Linked DNA regions of Mus musculus: region 1 is linked to region 2. Evidence: chromatin contacts called from public promoter capture Hi-C data. All regions are on one chromosome and are shown on one strand. The core of a region is the stretch at or near the end of the contact, and the rest is flanking DNA. Distances in the headings are between cores, read along the strand shown. Region 1 holds the start of S100a11 (S100 calcium binding protein A11). Region 2 has its middle 26 kb from the start of Rptn.

What was found. Promoter capture Hi-C pulls out the DNA fragments that hold promoters and counts their contacts.
Region 1: a promoter capture Hi-C map of liver shows a contact between it and region 2, with 2.4 times the contacts expected there. The contact joins the promoter of S100a11 here to the enhancer-like site in region 2. A contact is called at or near these places in 16 of 39 promoter capture datasets (the 3T3-L1 cell line, 3T3-L1-derived adipocytes, the C10 cell line and 9 more), 7 of 484 Hi-C or Micro-C datasets (the 3T3-L1 cell line, the CH12 cell line, embryonic stem cells and 4 more), 8 of 115 datasets of contacts at active chromatin or transcription factors (acute myeloid leukemia, bone marrow-derived macrophages, embryonic stem cells and 2 more) and 4 of 9 other capture datasets (adipose tissue, embryonic stem cells, liver and 1 more).

What each region holds. Positions count from the first base shown.
Region 1 is chr3:93,519,158-93,522,904 of GRCm38.p6, forward strand. It overlaps S100a11 (S100 calcium binding protein A11), which reads left to right and starts at 1,339. Exons shown (of 3, transcript NM_016740.3): 1 at 1,339-1,396.
Region 2 is chr3:93,365,873-93,369,954 of GRCm38.p6, forward strand. No RefSeq gene overlaps it. Among named protein-coding and RNA genes, the nearest start is that of Rptn, 26 kb to the right of the region's middle. Within about 2 kb of position 1,314, at least 25 of the 459 cell types and tissues checked have an H3K27ac peak or open chromatin away from gene starts, as enhancers often do.

The DNA of each region.
Region 1 (3,747 bases), core at 89-2,588, 150 kb after region 2:
GGTGTGGAAGAAGGACAGGTGGGTCCAAGCACACAGTAAGCTGAAATTCCAAGGGCCATGATTTTAGAAAATCGTGTAAGAAAGTAATTTTTTTAAAAACATGGTGCTAATGTTTTCAAATAAGGAAAATGGGAAAATGGTCACATCATCGGCAGAAATGGAAAGAGGGTGGATCTAATTATTTTTTGAATTATTGTTGGAAACACAAGAGTGTTTGTTTTGGTTTGGATTCTAATTTTCTTATGAGACAAAATCCTACTCTGTAACCCAAGCCGTTCTGGAATTCACTAGGTAGGCCACAGGCTGGCCTTGAACTTGCAGTAGTCTTCCCTCTTCAGCCTTGCACATGCTGAGATTATAGGCAAGGGCCACCATGTCTGACTTCAAGGGTTCCTAAACAAGAGACAGGAACTGTGACTGGTGAAATTGGGGGAGCAGAAACCAGGAAGCATTCACACAATGCCCTATTCACATCTACTCTGCAAGTTGTTCTTTTTTTTGGGGCGGGGGGTGTCTCCTTAAGGGCATCACTCTATGTGATAGACATTCTACGTGCCTTTACTAAGTGGTGAAGGCAGCATGGCTTGTTTATAGATGGGAAAATGGAAGCTCAGAGGGGCCAGTACTTGCCAAAAGTGCTGCAGTGATGTTGTGGACCAAGGATTAGAAGCTGGAAGTTTGTCATACAATTCCCAACTTTATTGAAACACAGACAGGAAAATGCCGCACTTGCACAGGGAGATGTTTAGCTGCAAGAGTTTTCTTAACTGTCATTTTAAAACTTGAAAGCAGGGTGAAAATTATCTCTAGACAATAATCACCAATATTCTGTTGGCAATAATCACTGCCCTTAGGTAGGCCAGATGGTGCACACCTATAATCCAGCACTTGGGATGCGGGGGTAGGAGGGTCCTAAGTTTGAGGCTAGCCTGTGCTACATAGAGAATCAAAGTCAGCTTTAGCTACTCAGGAATACCACGTGTCAGAAAAATTTAAAAAATCACAACTGTTTATTAAATTTCTTCAGTGTAGCAGGACAGCCCCAGCTCCTAGGGACCTACTTGATGAGCACGACTCACATTCTTTCTGCTTATCTGACCTGAACTGCAAATGGACACGTGCATAGAAAAAGAGCTAGGGGCATGACTTCCCCTAAAGCCAAAAATCTTTGAGATTCCAGGGAGAGAGGAACAGAGACCTGTTGAGTCACAGGGACTACAACCAGTGAGCTGAGTCTAGAGCACCGACATGGGGACAGGCCGAGGCCTGCGGAGGGGCGGGGGCCGGGGCGGGCACAGCCTGAGTCAGGCTGAGGGGCGGGACCCGGACCCCGACCGCCACTCCTGTCCCAGCCACCGTCAGCCACAGTCGCAGCCGGACCTCGCTCCTCAACTTGGTAAGCATAAGTTTTTGAACTTTTTAGATTTTTTTCTTTTTAATGAAAACAACAAAGAGCTACGCATGCTCTTGGCTGGGTGTATCTTGGACTAACGTGTGGACGTGGCAGAAAATGGATCGGGAAGATGAAACTGTGGGAGGCAATTAGAGAAGAGTGGAGGGCACGAGGAAGCCCTAAAATTACACCCTAATAACAGCCTGTGGGGAGAAACGGCGGTCTTTTGTTCTCCCGGGCAAAATAAGTTCTAGGCTGGGTGCGGCTGCCTAACTGGCCTGAGCCCGGGCTGGGTGCGGCCGCTAGACTCCCTGGGGCCGTGAGCCCCTGAACCCAACCAGTGGCGGCCGCCAGAGAGCTGCAGACTCAGTGAGAACTTGGGGCAGCGTCGCTAGGCGTTCATGAAGACTAGAAAGAAAGCGGTTCAGAACGTAGCCTTCCTGAATTCTGGGGGACTCAGCTGCGGGGAAACCGCAGGCAAACAGCCAAGACATACAGATGAGAAACCGGAGCCTGTTGCAGCCATTGGAACCACAGACAGGAATGTGGGAGGAGGCCAGTCCCTCCCAGCTCGCTCTTTTCCTCTCCCCCTTACTCCACTCCCAGCCATCTTTTTAGCCACTCCCTACATCACCTGCCTGTCTCCTACCTGCTACTTCAGTTCCCCTCGTTTCTTTAAAAAATGTTTCCAGTAATTCACATCCCCTCCAAAATCTACCCCTTCCTTTGACTCTTCAAAGAGGATCAGCAAATGTTGGAGAGAGGCCCAAGTGCGTTTTTGCCCTAGTCCCAAACTAATTATAGATTTTTATGTTTTTAAATGGTTGGAAGACATTCAAAAGGAAAAGAATCCCTTGTAATGCATGAGAATGGCATGAAAATCAAATGTATAGAGTTTACAGGCACCGCCACACCCTTTTGCTTTATGTATCCTCACCCTTGCTGCCTGACTATGGCAAGAGTGATAAGATCTTATGGAGCATAAAGAGCTAAAAAATATCCACAGCTGTCCCTTTATTGCAAATAACAGCAACAGAAAGCTTGCGGACCCCTGCTTTGGTGTGTCAGTCTTTCATCACTTCCTACTTATTGTTTCCTTCTTCCCCTTTTCATCACACAGGGTACCTAGGGCCCAGCACCAACAGGTTATGAGGTGAAAGGAGATAGATGAGACCCTGAACACTTGAAGGAAGAGCTTTGGTGCTGGTTGAGAAAGAGATAGTTGGTGTGGTTCCCTCTTTTTCACATATTTCTGTCAAGGGGAAGCTTCCCTGGAACGTTGGGTGTTTAGGTTGCGTTTTAAAAGGATCTCACTGCGTCCTTTCACAGTGGGGTTTTCCTTGCTGTCACTGTTCCCATCATGCAAAAGGGCGATGGTGTGGGCCGTGCCCTCTCTTTCAGCCGCTGCTCCACATGGGCAAAACCTTCCCATCTGAGCCCTCTGTTCTAAGGGAAAGAAGAAAGGAGCATCTATAGGCCTGGAACCTCCTCCCCAGTCTAGCGAGTCCTCCGTGCCAACTCTCCTGCTATCATGTGACACACTAATAAGGCAGCTAGATTTTAGTTCTGATAGGAAGAGCATGTTGTGTAAACACTTGTTTCTAGGCTGTGGTGTTTGGTGTTTCCCCCCCCCCCCCCCCCTAACTTACCAATAGTTTTCTCTCCTTCAGACTCTTTAGAAAGAACTTATCTCCAGAAGAAGGTTCAGGTACTCTGGGCATTCCTAGGTGCAGTGAGCCACAGCAGTGCAATTTTGATAATAAGCTGCTTAAGATAGGTGTTAGGAACGGGGCATGGTGGCGCACGCCTTTAATCCCAGCACTCAGGAGGCAGAGGCAGGCGGATTTCTGAGTTCGAGGCCAGCCTGGTCTACAGAGTGAGTTCCAGGACAGCCAGGGCTACACAGAGAAACCCTGTCTCGAAAAACAAAAACAAAAACAAAAACAAAAACAAAAAAAAAAAAAAAAGAAAGAAAGAAAGAAAGAAAAAGAAAGATAGGTGTTAGGAAGAGAGGCTGCGGGGCTGCCAGCTTTTGTCATCTTTAGCATGTGCTGTTGCACAGCCTGAAAGCTTCCAACTTTCGTATCCAGAAAGTCCGTCTTAGAGAGCAGTCAAAAACTAAATACTAAATTACATACATACATACATACAAATCATAGTTAACATCAAGCGAGAAAGTGTCAGGGTGTGGTTGACAGGGTCTAGGAAACCCTGCAGTTGCGCTGCTACCCACTAGGGGGAGCACAACGGATCAATTCTGGATTCTGGGAACAGATCTCAACCAGGATGACTCAACTCAGTAGAATTTCCTTTAGGAATTCTGCTGTGGGAAAAGCAGAGTCCGGCACAGAACT
Region 2 (4,082 bases), core at 64-2,563:
AGACTCGGGAGCTACTTGGTCTATACTTGCTGCTAACTTCAGTGACACTTATCCTTCTCAGAAACCTTGGTGGTCTTGGTGGGTGTTGTCTGGCAGCCCCACCAGTCAAGGGCTACTTGAGCCACCAGGGGGTATATAAAGCTGGTAGCCTCATCCAGGTATTTCCACTTGTAAGCCTGTTTAGTGATGAATGTGTGAGAGGTACCCCCTATGCCTATGAGCTGGGACCCAGGGATCGGTTGCCAGTCACATGCGATCTCTTGCTGTCTTAAGATTGACCATCTGCTCCAGGATCAATAAGGCACTTGAATGGTTTATTGTCTACTTTAGTGGTTAATTTTGGATGGGCGCCTTCTGAGATGCTGGACACCCATAAGGCTTCTATGGGAGCAGTTGTCCCTCTTACTGTCAGGGCTGAGGGCTGTCCCATCTGGAGCTTAAAGGTTCCAGTGGCTTACCATCCTTATCATATACAATGGTATGGTATCTCTTCCAGTGGAAACCTTTTCTGCAGTGGGGACAGATTGTCTTAGGGGGATTAGAATCTCTTAGGGGGACAGGGTTTTGTGAGCATTCATCCCTCCAATGTCCAGCCTCCCCACATTTGAAGCAGACTCCTTCTGTTTTTACTGCTGCTACAAATGCCTGAGCCATGAATGTAATCTGGTGTGGCATGGTTCCTATATCTCGGGTACTACAATCCACCTATCATGAAGTTCCTCCCAGAGACCCTGGCAAGCTAGTCTGGATTAAGAAGTCATACCTTCCCATACAATGGTTTTAAGAAAACGATCTCTGGCTATGGGGTTGCGAATTTTTCTTTCTAGGCTCATTTTAGTTCTGAGAATAAAATTAGATAGGGGTTCTCCAGGCTTTTGATGGAGGAAGAGTAGGGAAGAGGTGAGGTCTTGTGACCCTGAGGGTGGAATGAGCCGATCCCAAGCTTGGGTTGCACAGAGGGGGACCTGCTCATAGTACCCTGCTGGCTGAGTAGCCTGTTGTGCTTCCTGGCCAAAGAGTTCATTAAAACCCCATGGGGTGTCGCCTCTGCCCTGGTTTTACCTGACTTGTTGACAGCATTCATCTCGAAATAAGGCTTCCCATTCCAAAAACATGGGGCCAGGGAGGGAAGAACGACAAATATCTCTCCAATCTTGGGGGTGGGGGTGGTGTTTAAGTTGGCAATATGGCTCTGTAGGAGAGATTTTGTCCAGGGTGCGTGGGTGCTGTCTTCCTTCACTTCCTGCCTGAGTTCTTTTAAGGCTAAGACTTGCAGTGGATACCATTTAAGTGGGTCTATTTTGACTGGGGTTAATATTAACTGGGTATGCCTGAGCAGTTTGGTTTTCTAGTTCCATTTCAGACTCCTGTGTAGCATGGGAGACAGGGTTAGTTTTTGCAAGAGAGTCTCAAAAGTTACAAAGTTGATGGTTGGGGGTAAAGAGCTATCTCAGCAGCTAACAGATATAATCCAGGAATCAACCCTGGCAAAATTCCCTGGTGTTCAGCAAGCCAGGTGCTTCTGACTGAACTTCCCCAGGGCCTCCTACCTACCCTCGCCTACCAGCCTGAGCCTGTTGAGCAGCATTCCAAAGTACTTCAAAGCAGCCTGTAGATAGACCACAGAACCTGGCAATGAGTGAAAAGCCAGATATTTCTGTCTATTGCCTGAACCCCTACTTTCCCAGCCCCTTGACCAACAACATTCCAGTCTTCCTGGACCTTGACAATTTCATCCCAGTTCAGAAGGAAGTAGATACCGAAGAGAATATACAACCCCTTTATCATCAACAAAAGCTTGGGATGTCTGTTCCCTCAAGAAATTCCTTTTCCCAAGGTCCCCAAATTTAGACAAAAGCCCCCAACTCCCTCAGGGGTTTGAAGGAAGTGCCTGCTTGCTAAAAAGGGTATCACTCTCCTTATCTCTGGCAAGAGGAATTTGTGACCCTTCCATTAACAGGTGTCTATTGTGGCTGTTAATTTGTCAAGGCAATGGTAGCTTCTAAGCTCTCTCAGTCCCTGCTCACAAGCTCCCTTTTCCCCAGTCCCATTTAACCCTGAAAATCTTTCCCCAGTCTTGACAGTTTGGGATAAGCTTTTCCTTTTTCACTCAGGGAGCAGCTATTTGGGTTTCTTTACTGTGCCCATTTTCATTCCCTGACCTTCTGATCTTTCATGTACACTTGAGAGTTTTTCTCCTACAGGTCTACAGTTTAGGAAGTGGTTAGAAGCACCTGAAAGGCTGTGTTTTATCCCTGCTTAAAAGATATATTTGAAGCAGTCTTTTTTTCTTATTTACAAAATAATCAATTTTAAATCTCATTTGTAAAGCCCAGCCAACTCTATTTTTGAGAAGAAAATCCATTTTGTGTGAGGCCTAACTAAGGGCTAAACTCCAATTTCAGAAAGAAAACCACAAAGTCCACTTGAGCAAACATCCTATGGCTACCCCCACCCCACCCCACCCCCCTTAGCAACAACAGCCAGTCAGGCTACAACAGCAGGATCAAGGTACATACAGATAATCCAAGACACCCTGCAGAAAATAGATACCCTAGCCATCCTGTTTGACAGGTAGTTCTGCCCCCGTGTTTGGTTCATGAAGATTATGCCAGAAATTCAGTTTATAAAATATTAACTTGCTGACCCATATGGAAAGTCCCCAAGCTTTCTGTAACCACAATAAATACCCACACCCCTAGACTTGAGGCTCTCACTTCTGACCCACTGAGATGGGGACCTGGGGGAAGGGGGGAGTCCTTGCTCACAAGCTCATAATAAAGACCCTTGTGAGTTTGCATTAGAATTGGATCCTCTATGGTTTTGGGGTCCCCGCGACGTGAACATAACAATTTATTTAGTTTTTTGTTTTTGTCTACTAGTACCTGACTGTGAAAAGTTTATAACCACATTTACAGTTTTAGTTTTTTAGTGTTTGTTTGTTTGTTGTTTGTTTTGAGACAGGGTTTCTCTGGAATTTGTTCTGTAAACCAAACTGGACTCAAACTCACAGAGATCCACCTGCTTCTGTCTCCCAGTCCTGGGGCTAAAAGTATGTGCCATCACTCCCAGCAGTCACTTCCCTCTTCTCAAAACCTCAAGGTAACGTGTTTTTACATGATAATTTCCAAACCTACAGATTGGTCCACGTTGGTTTTCACACCAGGGTGCTTAGTTCGAGGTGCTTCCTGTAGGAAGTGCTGTAAGCTCATCAACTGAGGTAGAAACAAAAAATAATTTTATAGTTGGTGGTCATCACAACATGAGGAACTGTACTAAAGGGTAGCAGTGTAAGGAAGGTTGAGAACCACTGCAACCAGACAGAGGGGCAGCCAAGCCTCTCCATATGGTTAACTCAAAAAAGAACTGCTGGGTATGGGGTGTCTTGTGTTCTCTTTCAGGGTTTTTGTGTTTGTTATTTTTTGGCTTAAATCTCCATCTCTTTGAGCCTAGCTCCCAGGTACCTGGAGCAGCAGTAAACATCAAGGGCACCCTTTTACTCCTGGACCCACCATAGAGATGGAGGGAGAGTAAAACTCTACTAAATTTGGATAACTAATGTCATTCAGCTTTCTCACTCCAATCTGCTCCATGCTATAGAAGATCAGAACCTTGCCACTGGCACAAGGTCTGTCACACAGGACACACCTTGCTCATCAAGACCCTTTACAGTGCCCTTGAGCTATTTCTGACCTTGAGGTGAGTTACCCTGGCCCCAGGGCAGTTGGCTGCCTCATAACTCCACTTCAGATTTTTTGCAATGAATGGAATGGTCAGTGAACAGTAATAACAACAACAATGATGAAGTTAACAAGAACAGCAACACAAGTAGATACTTGGTAGCTCCTTGTCTTTCTATGAGCCAAGGGAAGGAGTCTAGATCTTGATAAAGCAGTATCTCACTGTGACTGTCAGGTGCTCTGAGCCCAGAGCCTCCATTACATCACTGGTAGCAGGCGGAGCCATACAAACCTCTACAACTCACAAATCCAGAGTCAATACCAGAGCTCTGTGGCACAGCCAGAAAGACAACTGCGCCACCCTTGATCTACTCTGGCATTCCAGGGAAGATATGACCGGGG